Regions from separate parts of the Sus scrofa genome. Here all the other regions are linked to region 1. A link is a contact called in public Hi-C data. All regions are on one chromosome and are shown on one strand. Each heading gives the region's core, a stretch centred on a gene start, on an enhancer-like site or on the middle of the called end of the contact. The rest is flanking DNA. Distances are from core to core; before and after follow the strand shown. Region 1 holds the start of FUCA2 (plasma alpha-L-fucosidase). Region 2 holds the start of HIVEP2 (transcription factor HIVEP2). Region 3 holds the start of LTV1 (protein LTV1 homolog). Region 4 holds the start of AIG1 (androgen-induced gene 1 protein).

Region 1 (2,780 bases), core at 253-2,752:
ATTTGAATAAGTACCAAGACAGTCCTAGTTTGGCCTTATAGGTCAAATACTCCCTTACATGATACTAAGGAGGCGCTACTACTCAAAGAAAGAGGTAGAGGCGGTCTTTCCCATCCCCACTCCCCTTGGATAATAAAACTGTAGCCCACCTAATCCTCAGGGCAGCGCCTCCTTTCCGGCCAGCTTGCATCTCTCGCAATAATCCTATCTTAGTAAACCTATTTCTTGCGCATCTCTTTGTCTTTCGCTGAATTCCTTCTGTATGGAGGCATAAAGAACCTGAACCTTGGCAAGTCCAGACACCAGGGAAGTGAGTCTAATTTACACGCTGTTGGTTCAAGTCCCCATCTGGGTCTAGGCTGGGTTCGAGTCCCTGGCACCTGGGTTCAGGTCCCGGTCTGGGTTCTGGCTGGGTTCAAGTCATAGGTGCTGTCAGTTTTAGTTTCACAAACACATACATGTATGTTTAAATCACACTTCATGGCAGAACAACTGAAAATTGACAGGTAGCAGCGGAACAGCGGTGGGACATCGAGTCTGTATCTCAATGGACTGCGGTTTAGGCCCAAGCTTCACCATCTCACCCCACACAAGTAGATTACTTCCTGCTGTTTCTGTCACTCGGAGGCTGCAGAGTGAGAACTACAACGTAATAAGTGTAATCATCAACAAGCTGAGAAGCGGGAGCCACATGAAGTGTCTGACAACTCCTGCAGTCACAGGGAAGAAAAATTCAGCGTTCATCAGCACGAACCACTAACACAATAAATTACACACTTAACACCCGGAAATGCCAAATGCAGTTAAAACAGCAGGAGGCGAAACTGACTAGAGGGCAAAACAAAGCCGCAAAGGCGGGATCTGGGTCGGGCTGGAGGGAACCAAAGCAGGGTCAGAGGAGACGGAGGGAGGCGCACTCACCAGAACCATTCGCTCCCAAAACTGGGCACGGAGAACACGCCCCAGTGGACGAAGATGCCGAACTTCGCCTGGTCGAACCAGCCGGGCAACTGGCGAGCGTCCAGGGACTCCCAGGTGGGGTCGAATCGCGCTGCGCCGCCAGCGGGGCCCTGCGGCAGCAGCAGAAGCAGCAGCAGCGGGAGCCGGGGTAGCTCCAGGGACCTCATGGCCCGCGCCTGCACTCCCGTCCGCTCACCAGGGCCTGCCAGCGGCCGCCCTTCCGCGTCCCTGGCTGACTGCGAGTCGTAACGGTCACCTGACCTTGGAGTAAGGCTCCCTCCCCGCTGGGATGGGAGTGGCTCCGGTTCTGGCTCGGGGAGCCAAAGGACCCCAGGAGGCCTGCATCGCTCACTTGCACAACTGAGGGGGCCCAAAGCCAACCCTGAGGCTGCTCAGCCAAGCCTCCTGTCTATCCGCTTTGGGGAGAAAAACGAGTCCGGTTCAGGGACTCGTGGGACTGCCTCTCCCTTGAAGCCACAGGATCCTTCCAGAAACTGCTGGAGAAAGCACGCGACAGACCAACCCATGTGGAACCGTGGACCGGAAGACCAAGGCAGGGAACCTCAGATGGCTCATCTCCTCCCGCCCAGGCTCGTGGCACGGAAAAGCCCAGATCATCCTCAGCCTCTGCCCAGATCATTCTCAGCCTCTGCATTTTACACGCCACTTGCACCTCATCCCACCCGCCCCTGCTCCTGGCAAAGGCCCTGGGTGTGTTTAGAACTGTGACTCTCAACTTCTTTGAGCCTGTATCAGGTGACATTTCCAAGCATTTCCAATTCTGGTTGGGAACCCAGTATTTGAATTTCTAACCAAGAGACGATCTTGCTGGTCTGAGCACCAAACTTTGAGAAACCCTGCAAGAGAAAACAAGGTGATCTAAGGCAGGTGAAGCCAGTGAAATGAATGCTTAAGAATCTGCAGGCTTGGGAAAGAAGCCAGAAACCTGGAATGATTAATCAAGGAACATCAGTCAGAAGCTGTCTCCCCATGTTAAGAAAAGCCAGAACCCCCACCTCTCTGCTCCAGAAAAAACAAAACAAAACGAAATACAGACACACACACAAAACAAAAAACCCTCTCATCTTTCCCTGCACTAGGTCAAATGTCACTGCCTCTGTGAAGCTGTCACCACCCTCCCTCCTGTGTGTTTCCATTAACACCTCATTCCAACCACTAATACAGGCGTCCACGGCTTGTCTTGTTAGGATACAGATTTCATTTCCCACTAGGCTGTGTGTGAGCACCCTGAAGAAAGGAATAGGGACATTCCTTTCTGTAGTTTCTGCATTTACAGCAGAGCCTGGGTAGAGCAGCACTCAAAGCACATTCGTTGAAGTCCTTCAGCAAACCTGGGTTCTATCGACTGTGTTCAAAAAACAAACGTCAGTGGAGCAAAAAAGATCAAATTGGCTTCGTTCAACGATTCATGAACAGGCAGCCTCCTATCTAGCAAATAAAAAGGTGACCCATGGAGTTGTACAAAATAGATTTTTTCAGGCAAAAGGAGGGTGGAACAAGGAAGTTCAAAGAGTGTGTTATTTTAGATAAGGTCACCTTCCCTTAGGGAAATGCAAGGGGTCCAGGTAAGATTACCTCACTAGTTGCTGATTGGGTCATTTCAGACTGATTGGTATAAAATTCCACTCCTGGGAGAGGCTGAAACTGCAGTTAAGTTAGCTACTAAGTCTTGGTGGGGTTTAGCATAAGTGACTCCATCTGAGGCTGCTTGTTTCCTTTACACAAATGTTATAAAAGAAGAAAGAAGGAAATGACACTAAGTAGCTATTGCCCTCATTCTCCTATCTCTGCAAAGACAG
Region 2 (2,700 bases), core at 35-2,534, 500 kb before region 1:
CCTCCCGCCCGCCCCCGACCCGCGCCGCGCGGCCCCCTCCCCCGCTACCTGACGACGGGCGGCCAGCGGCCGCGGCAGCCGCAGCGGTGGCCGGGCGGTGCGCGCCGGTGCACGTCCCTCATTAGCAACCAGGCACATTCCTGCCTCCAGCGCTCCCGCGCCGCCCCCTCCCCCCAGGACATTACGCAAAGCAGCCACCCCTCATCTGCATAGATCCTCGGCCAGGGTATTCCCCGCATTTCCCAACGCGCCGGACCCCCCCACCTGAGGTCTCCCCCATCCCCGCCCCCTCCGACCCTCACCCTTGCGCCGTAGACCAGGGGCCGAGGGCGCGCGCCGGGAGGGCGATGGGGTCCGGCAGCGGCGATTTCGCTGTAAAGTGAAACGAGCTGCTAATGCTAAGGGAGGCAGGAAAAACACCGCGCCGAGGCCACTTACCGAGCCGAGGAACCTAGATTCCCGCCGCTCTGCTCACCCGAATGGTTGGTCCGCCCTCCGCGCACCCCAAGGCTGCACCCAGCACCCCAAAGTCGAGACGTGTAGGAATATGATTAACGAGCCGGGAGACCCTCCAAGTTGCTCCGGGCTCCCAGGAGCTTCAACGTCCAAGACACAACTTGGCGGAGACTTGTGCCACAGTCACCGAGGATGTTTCTGCGGAGACCCTCCTCCGGCGGGGAGAGACAGCGCTCGGTGGCGCCCCGCTTGCCTCCTCTCCACCCCCCTCACCTCCAGCCCGCCTCCCGCCGGCCGCCCGCCTCTGGGCCGCGAGCCCCTAGGGCGGCTGTCAGCTCCCGGCCGCCGCCGGGTGACAGGAGCCGGAGGAGGGCGCGACGCGGCGGCCCAAGCCCGAGCGGGCGAGGGGGATCCTCGCAGCAGCAGCAGCAGCAGCGGCGGCCGCTCACCTGGAAAGTCACCGCTGAGAAGGAGGAGGAGAAGGAGGAGGAAGAGGAGGGAGAGGAGGAGGGGGAGGAAACCCCCCTGGTGCCCTTGTTCTCGCTGCCGCGGCGGCCGCTCCTCGCCAAGGCTGAGCGTGTCTGGTGGGGGGTGTCTGGTAGCATTTCCTTAAGGACAGAGGGAGGGAGGGCGGGCACGGAGGGAGGGAAGCGATCCCGACCGCCTGCCCAGGCTCCTCTTTCCTTTATTTATTTTTCTGACACTGTACGGAGATGGTCCCGGGACAGGGGCCGCCGGGCTCGGGAGGGAGCCGCGAGGCCCGGGCCGCAGCAGTCTGCGTGCGGGAGCCGCAGCGGCCGCCTCCCCTCCCGGTCTGTGGACGCACGGGGTTATTCCTGGCAGCGCCTCCCCGAACAGAAGTTACTAGGAGGAGTGCGCGGCGAGGGCGGGCGGGGGGAGAGGCGGAGGGAGGGAGGAAGAGGGAGAGACTCAGCCAGCGACGTCATCGGATCCCCCAGCGCGTCCCAGGGAGGGAGGCCGAACCAGAAAAACCAGTCTGGAGCCGGCGAGCGGAGAGGGTTGTGCGGCGCGACGGGGGAGGGAAGCGACCGGGAAGTCAAGGCCCGGCCCCGCTGCAGCCGCGCTCCCGCTCGCTCGGATCCAGGGATCTCCCCAGAGAGCCAGTCTCTACTTGTCATGCAAAAAAACTTGGGCGTCTCTAGGAGCCTGAGAATTTCCTTTAGGGATGCGGAAACCTCCTCCCTCCCACTCCTATCTTCCCATTTCCCAGATCTTTCCTCATCTAGAAGACAAAGAGAATTATAGAATAATTCGTATTGTCTTTAATTAGAATTGTCTTTATGATTTTTGTCCGGGTTCCTCCGATCCCTTTTCTCTCTGTGGCCCCGCCTCTATGCAACATTAATGCTATCGGTCAAAAAATAAAATAAAATCATATTGTAGGTCCTGGCTGCGTTTGTGGAGCTTTGCAAAGTGTTTTACTAGCACTTTCCGGGCCCCTGCGGAAGCATGAACTTTTCACGCGCTCGAAATGCCCCAGTTGCCTTCGCTGGGGTCACTCACCAGGGTGCCCTGGGCGCACCCAGCTCGGGGATCGCGGCCCGCCCTCGCCGGGGTATTCAAATCGGTTTGAGCAGCTGCGAGAGGAGCAGCTGCCGGTTTCCTGGTGGCAGTGCTGAGACCTGTGGCGAGCGGCCGCCTCCAGTCTGCGAGCTTCCCTTCCTCCGAAGGGACGCGAGTGAAATCACACCCAGCGCGGGGACAGCGGGGCCGGGGGACGGGGGAATCCCAGGCGAGTGGGGGCCGGGGCCCTGGGCTTCCTCCCCGGCCCGGCAACACCCGGGGGACACCGGGGCTCCCTCGAGCCGTTACCCTGCCTGTGTGGACTTGTGTGCACCCTTAGGGGAGGTTCCCAGGCGGCCGCGGCGGCAGGAGCGCGGCGAAAGGATGGCCACCGGGCCGGGCGTACTCTCAGAGCGCCTCCTCCGGGTGGTCTGCGGGCCGGGCAAGGAACGTGCGCCACCCCTCCCGGGCGCCCCAGCGGCCGCGCAGAGCCGAGCAGAGCTGACTGCCCCGGCGCCGCGGGCCCGATAGGCCCTCCCCGCCCCCCGTCCGCGCCGCCGCCCTGCCCCGGGCGGAGTAAACAAGAGACGCGCAAGATTTGACCTGGCGCGACCCGGATTTCTGGCCGGGGTTCCCCCTGAGCAGGTGACTCCGTGGGAGGGGTGGAAATGAGTCTCTGGAATTCCGGGCCAAAGACATTAACTGTGGTTCTGCTTTTAA
Region 3 (2,794 bases), core at 140-2,639, 310 kb after region 1:
TAGCCTACCTAATCCTCTGGGCAGAGCCTCCTTGCCTGCCTGCGTGCATCTCTCACAAGTGTTCTCTCTTAAATCTATTTCTTGCCTGTCACTTTCCCTCTCCCTGAATTCCTGATCCTCAGTAAGTCCACACACCAGGAGAGTGATTCTAAATTAAAACTGTGGGTTCAAGTCCCAATCTGGGTTCTGGCTAGGTTCAAGCCATGTGTTGTTAGTTTTACTATTGTCTATAAGACTTGAGATAATTCAGGTAAAGTGCCAGAATGTCACTTCATTTAAACAAATATTTATTGAATACACGTGCCAGGCACGATTCTAGGTCCTGAATATAGTTACAGTAGTAAATAAAACAGATAAAAACAAAACAAAGTCTGCACTCATGGAGCTCAATTATAATAAAGTATGTAGCATATAGAAGTGTTCTGTATTATCCTCATTGCAAAGCACTATCCCAAGACAAGTTTAGTTATCCTAATCTGAATTGTTTCTATAATTTTTACTGGAATGAAAGCATACTATTTCATAGATATTTACAGTAGTAAAAGGTAGGACATAAAAATAATTCAAGATAATTCAGATATTGGAAAGACACCAGAAATTGGGAAGGGGAAATACAAATCTGAAGAACCATCTGCTGATAAAATTTTTGAATGCATTTCCATCCTCTTTTGCCCAGGAAAACCTGAAAGTGCACCAGCACCTGCCTGAAAGCTGGCTAAGGTGTGCTTATAGCCTATTTGCTTAAACTATTTTCAAACATTTGAGGAAGAGCTTGTAAGAGAATAAACATTAGTTTCCGCCTAAGATAAGGCATGCAAACACCAAAGAGATTCTGAAAATGTGTTTTATTAGTTCAAGTGCTTCTACTGTCAACGGGGGCGGGGTTGTTGATTGGGTGTTTAAACGCAGTTCTTTCAACGGAAAATAAAGACCTAATTAAGCGAACTAGAATAGCCAGGCCCCAGGATACTCTGTTGCTAAGGCGACCAGCTCCGCGCCCGCCCTAAAGAGCGGGAACTCGAAATCTCGGTGATCCCGGAGGGTGCCCACCTTCCTTCTGCATACACATTTCGTGTTTTGTTTTGTTGGGGACAGGTAGGGAATACAACTTTCAAGGGGGATGGTAGTTTCACGGCTTCTGTCTTCCGCAGAAGGCGCTATAAAAGCAAGGTCTCCCTTTAACCAGCGGCCCCCCCCTTTCGCACTTCACCGCAGCACAAACGCCCTCCATTTCCTTCCCGGATTGATTTAATTCTGCCCAGAAAGGCCCGACCCTCCCAGCGGAGAGCAGCCCCACCTCCAAATAGCTTCTCGCGATCGTTGCGACGGCCTGAGTTTTGCGTAACTTCCGGTCGCGACCCTTAGCTCCTCAGCGATTGGTCCATTTCCACAGCCTCCTGCGTTACTTCCCGGCCGGTTCCCGGAGCCGCATGTGTGGAGCAGCGTAAAGGCAGGGCTGTAGCTGGACCTCGGTGGCGGTCGGGGTGTACTCTGTCACTTTCTGCCGGACTCCGAGAGTGTGGTAGCCTCCTTTTGGGGTGAGGACCGCGCGGCTGCAGCATGGTAAGCCTCGCAGTCTCCGGGGCGGGCGCTCTGGTTTGGCAGAGGCTAGGCTGGTTCCTCTAGTGCCTGTGGCTGCTGCGGCCTGGGACTGGGAGGCTGGTATGAATATGGAGGGAAGTTGCTTGCTTCCCAGTGTCACAGTATAGGCTACCCTCACCACTCCGGGCATGCCTTGTAGTTCAGAGTGGGTCTCCCACAAGCAAGCCTCCTTGGGGAGTGGGCAGAACAGAATGGGCTATTCTTTACACGCCCCCCACCCCCGTCTGCAAACCTGTGACATGCCGCACAAACATGCCAACCTGTGCTTTCCGGGGTGGGGCAGAGAGTGGGTTCTAGTCTCTCTGGACTTTGGAGGGTAGGTTTCTGCCCATCTCTTTGCTCTGAGAAAAGAGACAGGAAGGTTGGCCCTGAAGCCAGGCAACTTAGGTAACTGGAGTAATGCTTTTTTATTTTAGAAAATCAAGGTTGGGTAGTGAAATTGTTATCGAAACTCGGCTCCTGTCCATTGTTGCTGAATACAAACAGGGAGACAGAGTTTTAGGTGAAGGAGAAAAGAAATAGCTTTATTGCTTTGCTAGGCAAAGGAGGGGAGGTTTACAGCAGGCTAATGCCCTAAAGACTGTGCCCCTTTTTGGGAGGGCATAGGAGCTGGTTTTATAGTTTGGGAGTGAAAAATAGGACCACAGGTAAGGATCAGGGTAGATGCAAGCTTTTGTTGTTTTTCAAAGCTGGTAATCTTTCTGGAATGCAGAATCCTTCATTAACATCTTCCATTTGTTGGGGTTATAGTTTTGGGGAAGAGCTCAAAGGTATTGTTATCTGTATTCCTTGAGGAAGGACTGGGACCCTACTCCAAGTTGTCTCTTGACTGCTCCTCCCTGGCATCTGCATCCACCCCCTTCCCTGATTAGCAGCTGTTTGAACCTACTTTTTGGAACTCAGGAAAGGTCATGGAGGCTGACGCTTATTCCCAAGAACAGGAAATGAGGGACACAGAAAGGCTTATGTGCCCAGGAGCCACCCAGCCCTACTCGGTTTCAAAACTAGAAGTAGAAAGGATGACGAATCTTATTAAACTTCAGCTGTTGTGTTATGGTTTCACTTAATAGTTGGTACGTGAAATGTGTACCCTGCTTGGAACTTTTCCTCACATTTTTCTGTGGCAGGCTCCTGTTTTTCTGGTTCAGCCTGTCAGGGACCTTCTCCTAGCATCCAATTTAAAGTAACCCTT
Region 4 (2,700 bases), core at 13-2,512, 420 kb before region 1:
ATGAACTCAAAACTTTATTAAGGACCCAGTAAGAAAGACAGCTCTTTAGTAGATCTGCTACTTAATTTTGCAACTTTATGAACATGTAGCATGAATACACAATTTTTTAAAAATGCACTCAACTTTTACATAAAGATAAAACTAGAAATTTTCAATAATAAATAGTTCTACGTTAGTAGAATCTTCTTGGAATTATCTTGATTTGAGGGACATTAATTTCTATTAGCATAATTCTAAGGCCAATTAGAAAATACCTACTGGGTTTCTTTAAGACTTTGGTTGGAAAAATGCAGCAAGACATTCAGGAGTTGCTACTTTACCTCTAACACCCTGCTTTCCCTGCCCCCTCATGCCACATTCTCTGACTCACATACTATTTGCAGAGGACACCTGTTTTAAACGGATCCACAGGAAATACCTATGTTGTCTTTTCATAATGTGACCCTGCATCTGGTTAGCTGAAATGTGATCATGATTAAAAAAAAAAAAAAAAAGCTGCCCACGGACTGAAGCGACTTCAATGTGACCACACTTACTGGGAGGTGGAGGGAATCCAGTTTATATTTATTTTCTTCCTATTAAGCCCTGGTAGTGTAGTGTAGGAAAAAAATAAGTAAAAGGGCAAAAACAGTTTAAAACCTCAAATGATTAGTATTAAATTACACACACAGGTTTTACATCCAGACTCAGGACAATCTGCTCTCAAACTGAACGAAATCTCTTAGCAGAAACTGTTAAATAACAGATTTGACACTCCTTCTAAACAGGGTTTTATTTATAAGCCTCATGACCAAAGTCCATAATCTGCGTTGTTATATACTCATAGGATGTTTGTAAATCTCCGGTGGAAAAGGGCAGGGCGGTCTATCAAATGGAATTGGTAAGGGAATTTTATAGATTAACAGTAGTCGAACACCAAAATTCCAATTGGGCTCAAAATAAAACAAGTCACTCGAGGGCTACCAAGGCGCGGCGGGTTCAGACCCCTCGTGAACGCTCCCATCGGTGCCACTCAGTCGGCGAGTCCCCGGGGTCCCTCCTTCCTCGCGGGCTTCCTGTCCCCCGCGCCCGCTCAGCCCGGCTGATGCCACAGGCGGCGACCCGCGCATTCGGCGCGCGCTCCCGGGGTTCGGGTCGCCCTCGGAGGCCGCCCACCTGCTCTAGGGACGCCGAGCGGGCGTCCCCGGCCGGGTCTCTGCGCCGGGCAAACGCTGGAGCAGAATGACGGAGATGACGAAAGAGCTGACGCCACGCCGCCCACCCGGTCGCCACCGGGGCCGCACACGCCGCCCAGCCCCGCCCGCGAGGTGGACGGGCCCGATCGCTCACGCCCACGCCGGTCCCGCGGGAAGCGCCCCGCCCCGCCCACTCGCCCGCCGCAGGGTTTCCCACGGCCCCCGCCCGCCCCCTGCGCCTCACGCCCGGCCGCCCGCCCTCCCCGCCGCCGGGCGCGCCCAGGCCTTGCGCGAACATGGCGCTTGTCCCCTGCCAGGTGCTGCGGGTGGCCATCCTGCTGTCCTACTGCTCTATTCTGTGCAACTACAAGGCCATCGAAATGCCCTCGCATCAGACCTACGGAGGGAGCTGGAAATTCCTGACGTTCATTGATCTGGTAAGGCCATCCCCCGCCTACCCCTGTTCCTCCTGCACTCCGAGCCTGTGTGTGTTGGTGGGTGTGCGAGCACCTGCGCGCGCCTGCAGCATCCACCCCCGTCCTCGTCTCTTGCCCAGTGACCGGGTCTGAAGGCCTGGGTGCCCCCGCAGCAACACCTTCTGAAGCACCTAACCTCACCTGGTAGCTGGGCACGAGTGGAGGTGGGGTGCAGCCAGGTGGTAGGCTATTTGGAGGGAGAAACACACTTGCTTCTAAGAGGTGATAGGGGAAGATTCTCAACTTAGCAAATGGATCCGACGACCTTGATCATGAGTGGCCCGCATTGGCCCCCAACGTGCTTTCCAGAGCACCCACCGTGGGATCAAGTTGCAGCAGCTGAAGGAAACTGGGTATTGTTTTGGCGCTTCCTCTGAAAGGACCAAAGTCCTCCTCATAAAGAAGAGAAAGCTCATAAAGAAGAGCAAGTGCCTAATAAAGTTGTCTTCTTTGCATCTGTTTTTTGCCCATTGTCAGTATTTACTTTCAACCTCCCCCCCTAAACATTAGACCATAGAGAGTTTCAAAATGCATTTGCACTGTGACTCTACACTTTTCCATATCTTCCCATATAAAAGTTCGCAGTAGTTTGCATAAGCAGCTCCTCTATTGGCACAACATGACAACCTTGGCAGTTGCAGTTGTTTAGTTTTTTTTTTTTTTTTTTTTTTAATCCACTTCTGGCACTAAAAGGGCCAGAGAATCAGAACATGAGCATAAGACCCAATAGGGACATGGGTGGAGCCAGGGAACTTGAAGGTGAAAGGTGACTAAGACTGGCTCAAACACACACCAAAAGATGATCAAGCATGGACAGAGAAAACAGAAGCAAGGAGTTCTAAGGACTAGACAAAATGTAGAACCTATTCCTGGATTGCCAGTACTGCCTAGCCAAGATTATACAGGAGGTTGGCCACCTGAGCATGATTGTAATCTCTTAATTGTTGACCCTCCATTTTGATGAAGAGAACTTGATACCTGTTTTGAGATATTTCCAAAGGCTTAGGATCCCTCAAAGCATGCAATCAGAGGGTCTTTGTGTAGATATA

The links. Hi-C and Micro-C count contacts between places; a contact is called where the count stands out from the background.
Region 2: a contact with region 1 is called in a Hi-C map of liver, with 4 times the contacts expected there. The contact joins the promoter of HIVEP2 here to the promoter of FUCA2 in region 1. A contact is called at or near these places in 1 of 5 promoter capture datasets (liver), 2 of 47 Hi-C or Micro-C datasets (heart right ventricle and liver) and 1 of 2 datasets of contacts at active chromatin or transcription factors (alveolar macrophages).
Region 3: a contact with region 1 is called in a Hi-C map of liver, with 4 times the contacts expected there. The contact joins the promoter of LTV1 here to the promoter of FUCA2 in region 1. A contact is called at or near these places in 1 of 5 promoter capture datasets (liver), 1 of 47 Hi-C or Micro-C datasets (liver) and 1 of 2 datasets of contacts at active chromatin or transcription factors (alveolar macrophages).
Region 4: a contact with region 1 is called in a Hi-C map of liver, with 5 times the contacts expected there. The contact joins the promoter of AIG1 here to the promoter of FUCA2 in region 1. A contact is called at or near these places in 2 of 5 promoter capture datasets (fetal skeletal muscle and liver) and 1 of 47 Hi-C or Micro-C datasets (liver).

The regions. Positions count from the first base shown.
Region 1 is chr1:21,740,914-21,743,693 of Sscrofa11.1, reverse strand. FUCA2 (plasma alpha-L-fucosidase) reads right to left here and starts at 1,502. Exons shown (of 7, transcript XM_021072334.1): 1 at 922-1,502. The coding sequence starts at 1,127.
Region 2 is chr1:22,239,265-22,241,964 of Sscrofa11.1, reverse strand. It overlaps HIVEP2 (transcription factor HIVEP2), which reads right to left and starts at 1,284. Exons shown (of 10, transcript XM_021072421.1): 1 at 906-1,284.
Region 3 is chr1:21,428,847-21,431,640 of Sscrofa11.1, reverse strand. LTV1 (protein LTV1 homolog) reads left to right here and starts at 1,389. Exons shown (of 11, transcript XM_021087123.1): 1 at 1,389-1,563. The coding sequence starts at 1,561.
Region 4 is chr1:22,163,640-22,166,339 of Sscrofa11.1, reverse strand. It overlaps AIG1 (androgen-induced gene 1 protein), which reads left to right and starts at 1,262. Exons shown (of 5, transcript XM_021072473.1): 1 at 1,262-1,612. The coding sequence starts at 1,472.